Linked DNA regions of Mus musculus: region 2 is linked to region 1. The links are chromatin contacts, called in public HiChIP or PLAC-seq maps. All regions are on one chromosome and are shown on one strand. The core of a region is the stretch at or near the end of the contact, and the rest is flanking DNA. Distances in the headings are between cores, read along the strand shown.

Region 1 (4,652 bases), core at 1,365-3,864:
TGCTCTGACACCCAGCTTTTTCTGTAGGTTCTAGTGTGAATGCAGATTCTCATGCTTGCATGGCAAATACTCTCCTAACTGAGCCATTGCCTCCCATTTATGAGCTTATTTTAAATGTTTGCTTCCAGGTCTTGCCATGTAACCCAGGCTTGCCTCAAACTTACAGCAAACTCTTGATCTATTTGTTTCAGATCCTGAGTTCTGGGATTCAAGGTCTGTTTTGCCATGCCCAGGTCAAATTTTTCTAAACTAATAACATATTACTGACACAGCTCATGGGTAAAACAGCTTGTAGTGTTTTATCATGTTAAACTTTCCTATTGTGCCACACAATGACAGCAACATGTCTGTATAAAGACCTGATTACATATAGTCATAGCATCATAGCATAAGTCATAATAGCCCAAAACTGAGAGCAGCTTAAATGTTTATCAGTGGGTGAATGGACAAACAAGTGAAACCTGTCTATAAAATGGGGGACCGCTCAGCAACACAGATGAGTGAGCTCCAGACACAAAAAGATACACCTCAAAGGCTGCTGGACCCCAAGAGCACCTACGACATCATTCCACTCTTGTGGTACTTTATAAAAGGTTTAAGAAAGTGGATGCCTGCCTGGTCTACAAAGTGAGTTCCAGGACAGCCAGGGCTACACAGAGAAACCCTGTCTCAAAAAACGAAGAAGAAGGAGGAGGAGGAGGAGGTAGATGCTGATTCCCAAGTATCAGGAGAGGAGGCAAGAACTTGACTGGAAGAGGTAAGAGGTAACTTCAGATGAAATCAACGTTGAGGGCTGCCGCTAGCTGCAGCTGGCACAGCGCTTGTCCAGAAGGCCCTGGATTCGATCTCCTGCACCAGATAAAACCTGGCATGCTGTGGTATGCCTGCAATCTCAGATGGGAGCCGGAAGGAGGCTCCCTGGGGAAGAATGTTTAGGACTAAGCCTGATGACCTAAATTCAATCTTGGCCCCCACATGGTAGAAGAAGAGAACTGCAAGTTGTCCTCTGACCTCCTCTAGTGTGTGCTAGCACATAAGCTAAATAAAGCCTAATCAAATTGTAGGTGTAGGAAGACTAGAAATGCACGGTTATCTTATCCTCGGCTACACAGCCCGTGCTAAACAAGATCCTGTCTCAAAAGGGTCTCTGTGTTTTACGCCTTGTACACATTTATTGGAATGAAACTTGAGCATTTAAAAGGAGAGCACTTTTAGAATATACGTTAGACCTTGATAATTCTGAGCTTTTAATTTTTGTTTGTTTGTTTGTTTGTTTGAGCCATTCCCCTGAAGGAGAACTTGAGAACAGATTGGAAAAATCAGGAAGAGACACAGGATTTGAGGGGTGTGGGAGATGGTGTCAGGAGCTCTTCTGGTTTGGGAAGTGTTAGGAGGTTGAATTAATTAGCCAAGCAAGGAGAGAGAAGAGAGACAGAAACGGTGCTACTGAAGACAGAAGGATGGGAAGGCGAGAGATGGGAATTGTGACAGGCTCCATTTATTTTTCTCTTTATTCCCTTGTCTTGCCTCTCTTGTTTGTTTGTTGATATCTGGGTATGTTGGTAGAGAACCTTACATACTATATGTACTGTTTAATCTCAGTTGTCAACTTGGTGAGAAACAAAATCACCTGGAAGATGGGCCTCTGAGTGTATCTTGGGGGCATTATCCTTTTTAGGTGAATTGAGGGAAGACCTGGCCACTGTGAGGCTGCCAATCTCTAGCCTGGGATACAGGCTGTCATCACTCTCTGCACCTTAGCCTCCATGGGTGTACAGACCACACAATCTGTCCGGCTCCTGCCCTGTGACTTCCTGAGTGATGGACTGGAGCTGTTAGCTGAAACACGCCCTTTCTCCCTTGTTTTGCCAGGTGCTTATCACAGCAAAGGGAAAATAAGACACTGTATGTGAACAGGCTTCCAAATACTCCACTCAGCAATTGGGCCCTCTCGGACACAGAGTGGGGGAGGGGAGGGGAAAGGAAGGGGAGGGGAAAGAGGAGGGAGAGAGGGGGAGGGGGAGGGGGGAGGGAGCGGGAGAGGGAATTAAGATCCTTGGGAGAGCTGCAACAGGCTTCCACCCAGGTGCACACCACCATTCGATTAGCTGGCTCCACCCACCACGGAACAGGGAGAGCCTGGCGGGTTGGACCCCAGCCCCAGATGTCAGGCTTTGAAAGCTTGCTCTCAGCTTCCACGCTCTGCTGCCGCCTACATTCCTTTCTGAAATTTCCTGTGTAAGTATTATTGTCAGATTCAAAAGAAAAGGGAAGGGATGCAGAGAGGCTCCATCTTGCCATTTCCACGTATTTATAAGTAGAACTTCACCCTGCTTTCTAGTGGGGAACACTTTCAGTGCCACACACCCAGGTCCGTCTCTCACTCCCGTTACTCATTCTCCCTTGGGAAGAAGCCATTCATGTAAGGATATGCCCAGGTCAATGGTTGCTCATTGCTGGCAATGATGATTGATTTCTCTGAGCCTGGGGAAGGGCCCTGAGCTTTCCGTGAGCCCTCCTTCGTGGCATAAACACTGCACCAGAGTGGATTTGAGGCTCCTGACACAGTGGAGCTGTTTGTAAAATTCCTGAAAATGCAGGCCTTCCTTTTCACCATCTGTTCTGTGCAGGCTGTAGCCACAGGACACCCACAGAACACAGCTATAGGGGTCAGCTTCCCGCTGTTCCCAAACCCACATTCCTGAAAGGGAATATTGTATTGGTTACTTTTTTTTTTTTCCAAAGCTGAGACCAAATGTCTCAAGAAGCAACTTAAGAATTGTTAATTTTCTCTTCCTTCTCTTCTACCCCTCCTCCTCTTTCTTTGACAAGATCTCATGTAACACAGGCTGGCCTTGAACTCTTATGACCTATGAACTCCTATGATCTGGGATTCCTGATCCTCCCGCCTCTACCTCCAAAGTCTGGGTTATAGACCAATGAACCAGATTTATAGGACGCTTACTTTGGCTTACAGTTTAAAGGTTGTATAGTCTACCATGACAGGAAGGCTTGGCAACAGAAGTATAAGGCCATTGGTCATGTTGCATCTGGAAGCAGAAGGTGGACAGGAAGTGGGCCTGGACTATCCACTTCCTCCAGCCAGACTCTACCTCCTAAGATTCCACAGAGTTCCAAAACAGCTCCAGCAGCTGGGACTAAGTGTTCAAAACCAGGAGGCTTTGTAAGTCTTCAAGGGCATGGGGGAGTCACTTTACCTTCAAACTATCACAAACACAAAGACCTGGGTGTGTACTTTGCATAGGACCAACAGAAGGGAGTTCTGATGCAGGGACAACCTCACAGCCTGTCTTCCAGGAGAGAACGGGTGGATAGAAATGGTCTGCACCTCTGTCCCACAGCAGTGCCCAGTGGGTAGTGTCTGCCTAGGGTTTTCAAGACAGCAGATCCTGGATATAGATGACATTCCTGGCACACTTTTAGAGGCTCTTCTCTTCACGTTTGGCCACCTCATGGAGCCTGAGTCTTTCTTGTCCCATGGTGGACATGGTGCCCAGTGTGGATACACAAATGGACTGTGTTAGGCATGCCCAGGGCTGGGGTCAGGGTGGACCCACAAATGGGCTATGGTGGGCATGCAGTAGAGAACTGAGCTTCTCTGGAAGGGATTGTCCTGTTGTTAGAAAATGGAAGGGTGCTGTGAGTACCTGAGACCCACACAGGACTTCAGGTCCAAATATAACCACAGCAGAGGACAGCCTAAGACAGGCCATGGGGGCCTCTGAGCAGGAGTGTGACTGAGACTCCAGCCTTCTCCAGCACCGTGGCATATATGATGCAGAGGTCCAGTTTACAATACCACTCTATGATTCTGTTTTTTACTTAGTTTTTGCTAATGACTTCCCTGGAGACCTAACTACTTTTTTCTTCGAAGGAGAACGAGAGAAATCTAGAATAATTTGAGTTATTGAAGCCACCTGTAGTGTGCCCCTTGATGCTCCTGTGTCGTCACCCCTTGAGCCACAGGCTGCATCTGACCTCAGCACCTTGCTCCCTGTGACCCAGGCAGAGCCAGGAATCCAGCTGGACTCCCTTGAACTTGTGCTGCCTGTTGGCAGGGAGTGCAGGGAGACTGCTCACGCTGGGGCTCTTCATTTGTGGCAAATTTGCCTGTGAGGCTGTCAGGGTTCAGCCCGAGCCCAGTCAATAGCCAGGCTCCTGACCCAGAGGGGCTTGAGACACCTGGCCAGATGGTGAGCCTGTCCAGAGTCCAGGTTCAGAACCACAGCAGAGTTTGTCCTGATCTGCTAAGGGCTTTTCTACAGCGCCCCCTGCTGCATGTTGCTATTTGTTTTTACTACATTTTTGAAAAAATTTTAAAAGGATTTGTTTATTTTTCTGTGCATTGATATTTTGCCTGCATGTATGCCTGTGTGCAGGCGACAGGTGTTCTGCAATTGAAGTTACAGACAGTTGTGAGCTGCCGTGTAAGTGCTGAGAATTGAACTTGGGTCCTCAGAAAGAGCAGCCAACGCTTTTAACCACTGAGTCATCTATCTCACCAGTCCCTAATTTTACTGACTTTGTGTCATGGCTCCTCCTCTACGAGGATGATGCAATGACCAAGTGACAAATATCAACAGCTTCTGGGGAGCTTGAGAAAACTGCAGTAAGACATGCATGCTGATTAA
Region 2 (4,652 bases), core at 1,582-4,081, 190 kb before region 1:
CGTCTGCAACTCCAGTTTCAAGGGCATCAGGCATGCATGTGGTACGCATACATTCAGGCAAAACACTGATATGCATAAAAGAAAAACACTGGTTAAACCACATGGAAACCCATTTCGTTGGTAACTGGAGGTACACACTAACATCCGGGTATCAGAATCTGAAATGTACTGACAAAGGAATTGAAATCTGCAGCCCCAGACCCTCAGCCACACGATGGCTTTGTACTCACTCCCTCCCTCCTTTTTCTTTTTTTTTTTTTTTGGTTTTTTTTTTTTTTTGAGTCAGGGTTTCTCTGTGTAGCCTTGGCTTTCCTGGAACTCTCTTGCTGACCAGGCTGGCTTGATAACTCAAGAGATCTGCCTGCTTCTGCCTGCCTAGTGCTGATACCAAAGACCTGTGCCACCACCACTGGCTTACTTTTTCTTTTAAAGGTTTAAAAATTAGGTAGGATGGTCACATGGCTGAAAACAGCTAAGAAAAAAACCACATATCCAGCAAAAAGCTTTTCCTTGTCGGTCTCACAGCAGTCACCTGGAGAGAAGTAGCCCCCTGTGTCCTGGGAAAGGCTGGGAGTGCAGCTCATGGGACAGTGCTTGCCTAGCATTTGCAAAGCCCTTTTGGGGAAAGGGGGGGGGGGAGGTAAAAAATGAGCATCCCTGAGCAAAAACCTGAAATGTTCTAAGCTTCAACCCATCTCATACCTGGCCCCACGTAAGGGGCCTGCCTTCCAAAGTTCACTAGAAACAATGCATGCAATTTCCGTGATGGGTAAGGTGCACGTGAAGAAACGAGTTCTGCGTTTAGACATAGTTTCTATCCCCATGGTATCTCATGAAGTACAGATGTCCCAAAATTTAAAGTCAGAAACGCCACTGAAATAGTTAGGATAAAGGACACCCGCTTCATCCCAACGATTCAAAGTCTAAAGTCTAATAGAACACATGCAATTGCCAAGAGCAGCCATCATTCTTTATACTTGCTGGGGAGGGAGCATTAGCCAGGCGTCGGACCTTCACTTCACTCTGATAGAGGAGCACTGACTGGCTATTCTCAAACCTTCATCCAATTAAAAAGGAATGGAGCTCGGAAAGTAACTCCGGCTAGAAAGGGAAATTATCTGAAAAGACTTGACTTGAGTTCCCCCCCTTTTTTTTTGTTTTTTTCTTTTTTTAATTTTGAGACTGGGTATCACTGTGTAGACCAGACTGGCCTTGAACACAGAGATCCACCTGCCTTAAGTGAATACTTAAAATTGTCCTCCAAGACCCTTTGTAGGAGCAAAACAGTCCAAGAGTAAAAACATCATGCCCCGGAGACCAGAACAGAGTAAAAACATCGGAGACCAGAACAGGAGCAAAACCAGCCCCTGAACACAGCTGGGAACTAAGTCACTCCCGGGCACCTTCCCAAAATACAAGACTCAGCTACTGTTCAAATTCCATGTTATAAAAATGCCCATGACAAGCAGGGCGTGGTGGCACACGCCTTTAATCTCAGCACTCGGGAGGCAGAGGCAGGCGGATTACTGAGTTCGAGGCCAGCCTGGTCTACAGAGTGAGTTCCAGGACAGTCAGGGCTACACAGAGAAACCCTGTCTCGAGAATCGAAAAAAAAAAAAATGCCGATGACAGAAATAGCTAATTAAATGTCATACCCAGGAGAAGACCCTTGGCAACCAGAGTCCCCAGTAAGTGTCTTGGATCCTGGGGTTTCCCCCGGCCTGATCTGCTGGATGGTGTACCTGCTTTGGTGCTGTGCCCTCTGGCTGCTTGCTCTCTTATGCTAGGACTATGTGCTGCATCCTTATTAGACGCACTCATTTGAAACAAAAGGCGTGCAGAGCATTGTAGATCACTCTCCCTAAGGAACACCTAGCAATAAGGGCCACACCAGGCCACACAGTGAGCGTTCAGTAAATGGTAGCTGTTATCACTACGTGGTAACTAGTAACTATTCTTTAAGTGAATGGAGTGGATACTCCAGGATTTGGAAACACCCTAATATTCCTTCAACCCTGGGAAAAAGCAGCAAGCGTGGATAAACCAGAAGTATACTCTGGCAGGAAGTTTTGAAGTCTAACCGATCTTGAGTAAAGTAACTGAAGGGGAGTCATCGAAAACAGGTGGGCAGGGGGTAACCCACAAAATCCTTCTGTTAATCTGCTATTTTTATGAGATACATTTAGGAGTTTTAAAACGGGGGTGGTGGGGTGGTGGAGGGTGTCTCATAAATAGTCTAACCTGGCCTTGAACTCCTGGTCTTCCTGCCTTCACCTTTCAAGTATTGGGATGACAGATGATGAGGGATTCTATGCTAGCCTGATGAAATGCATTTGAAACTTCAAGTTGGCATCAGCATTCTGTCAGGCCCCTTTCTATAGTTGTCACACTCGGGTCTGACAGATATCTGAGGGAGTGGCTCTAGAAGAGGAACAGGACGCACTCGCACAAGCCTGGGCGGTGGACTTCCTCGAGTCACTCACTTCTCTCCGAGCCGTGATCTCCCTGGAAAGGGAACGACAGGACACGACACAACCCCGGGACCGCTCTTCCCTTCGGAGCCACATTCCCGTGGGATTTACAAGGGACATCCGTGGAAGGTGGCTGGCCTCGGGCTCTGGAGCCAGGACAAGGGTCCCTCAGACGCCAGCTCCTGCCTGTGAGAAGGCAGCGACAGGGATCTGCTAGCCAGGGAGCCAACACCTACCGCCTGCACAGCCGGACTACACCGACCGCTGCTCCCCATGCCCGCTCGGCCGCCGCCATCACTTCAGTGCCAGTGCGCTTGCGCGGACCCGCCTCCTTCTTGTCTCCAAGTCCTACGCAGACTCAGGCCCTGCAGAGAGGGCGGTCCGGGGACGCCGGTTCCTTACAAGTTGAGGGCGGTGCTGCAGGTGGCCTTTCCGCCCTCCTTTTACTGAAAGTAGATTTTTTTCCCTCACATAATATATCCAGATTACAGTTTCCCTTCCCTCTATTTCCTCCAATTTCCCCACACTTCCCCTCCGAATTCACCCCCTTTCTGTCGCTCATTAGAAAACAAACAGGCTTCTAAGGGAATATATGATATATGATATAACAAAACCTAACACATCAGAATAGGACAAAACAAACAAGGAAAAGAGTTCAAGAAATGCATATAAGTGCAGAGACACACTTGTTCACATATGCAAGAGTCCCGTGAAAATACAAAGCTGGAATGTTGCGGTAAATCTCCAATCCAAATATGCCTCAGCAATGAAAACACAACACAGTTAATATGAATACATATGTGCACCTAGTTTGGACAGATCTACCGCTACACGACCATCTTCCACATCTATGAGACCCCTTAGAGCTTGCAGTTTCTCCAGGCCATGTGCTTCTGCTCCGCTTTTCTTCTTCCTCCTCCTCCTCCGCGTCCTCTCCTTCATCCATTTTCTCCTTCTTCTTTCTCCACCTTCCATTCCACCTTCCCTTTTATCTGCCCAATCATCAGCTCTCCTTTATTTTACAAATTAAGGTGGGAAGCAGGTTTACAGGAAATCACCTGAGCGCTGACTCATTCCTTGTTCAAAACCACACACAGGAAAACGGAATTAACATAAAATATAATTAGCCCCAGGGCTATCGACAACACTGGAAGCCATAATATATATGAAAAGGGACCTACAGGGCAAAGCGGGGAGGGAGGGATGAAGAAAGGGAAAGAGAGAAAAATTGTAAAATATATGTATACATAAAATAAAAAACAAAAACAATGTAATGTAAACAAAAATGTGTAATTAAATAAATATACAAACCCAAAGTCCTAGCTTAACATTATGTGACCAGGGACCTTCAAAGATGCCAGTGAGCTGGTTCTTTGTTGACCATTCTACAGCTGGACACGTGGCCTACACTTAGGAATAGTTTGTCCTCCACGGCGAGATGGCTCCATGGGTAAGCGCACTGACTGCTCTTCCCAAGGTCCTGAGTTCAATTCCCAGCAACCACGTGGTGGCTCACAACCACCTGTAATGAGATCTGAAGCCCTCTTCTGGTGCATCTGAAGTCAGCTACACTGTACTTATGTAGAATAATAAGTAAACGTTTGGGTCGGAGCAAGCAGGGACTGAGTGAGCAGAGTTGACCGGAACGAGTGGGCCGACCGGATGGAGCAGAGATACTAAAAATTCAATTCTCAGCAACCACATGAAGGCTCACAACCATCTGTACAGCTACAGTGTACTCACATACATAAAATAAATAAATAAAAGGAATAGTTTGTCCCCCACGGTGAGATTCCCATGGAGAAATCTAGATTTTCATTTGCAAGGGGTAATCAACTTGAGATGGCTCAGGAACGGAGACAGATGCCTGCTTCTTCTTTCAGCTCTAGGGCTGACCCCATCTGATGCCAAGCCTGCCTGTTTTCTTGGTGTTCTCCATCTCCTCTGCCTCTTACACCCTTTCAGCTTTGCAGGTTGCCTGAGAGAGTTGATGGAGAGGTCCTACTTAGGGCTGAGTGTTTCAAGGTCTGTCATTCTCTGCATATTGTTTGGCTGTTAGTGGAATGTTTAGAGTCATTTTTATTGCTATATTCTTTTAGTTCAACAGTAGTTCTTGGTTTTACCCTAGGTCCCTGGGCTATCGAGTCTCAGATTCTTAGTTACCTAAGCACTGTTAGGTAT

The links. HiChIP or PLAC-seq counts read pairs in DNA pulled down with a chosen protein or histone mark.
Region 2: a contact with region 1 is called in an H3K4me3 HiChIP or PLAC-seq map of embryonic stem cells, with 4 times the contacts expected there. The contact joins the promoter of Nfu1 here to the enhancer-like site in region 1. A contact is called at or near these places in 12 of 39 promoter capture datasets (the 3T3-L1 cell line, 3T3-L1-derived adipocytes, the C10 cell line and 7 more), 2 of 15 datasets of contacts at CTCF or cohesin (large pre-B cells and pro-B cells), 87 of 484 Hi-C or Micro-C datasets (the 63-12 cell line, the AML12 cell line, the AtT-20 cell line and 54 more), 31 of 115 datasets of contacts at active chromatin or transcription factors (the 230-238 cell line, the HPC-7 cell line, the NIH/3T3 cell line and 20 more) and 3 of 9 other capture datasets (adipose tissue, liver and pancreatic islet).

The regions. Positions count from the first base shown.
Region 1 is chr6:86,813,068-86,817,719 of GRCm38.p6, reverse strand. No RefSeq gene overlaps it. Among named protein-coding and RNA genes, the nearest start is that of Anxa4, 22 kb to the right of the region's middle. Within about 2 kb of position 2,614, at least 56 of the 459 cell types and tissues checked have an H3K27ac peak or open chromatin away from gene starts, as enhancers often do. A contact at or near this core is called in cerebellum, cerebral cortex, embryonic stem cells and 3 more, where this site is marked.
Region 2 is chr6:87,008,015-87,012,666 of GRCm38.p6, reverse strand. It overlaps Nfu1 (NFU1 iron-sulfur cluster scaffold), which reads right to left and starts at 2,831. Exons shown (of 8, transcript NM_020045.3): 1 at 2,708-2,831. The coding sequence starts at 2,766.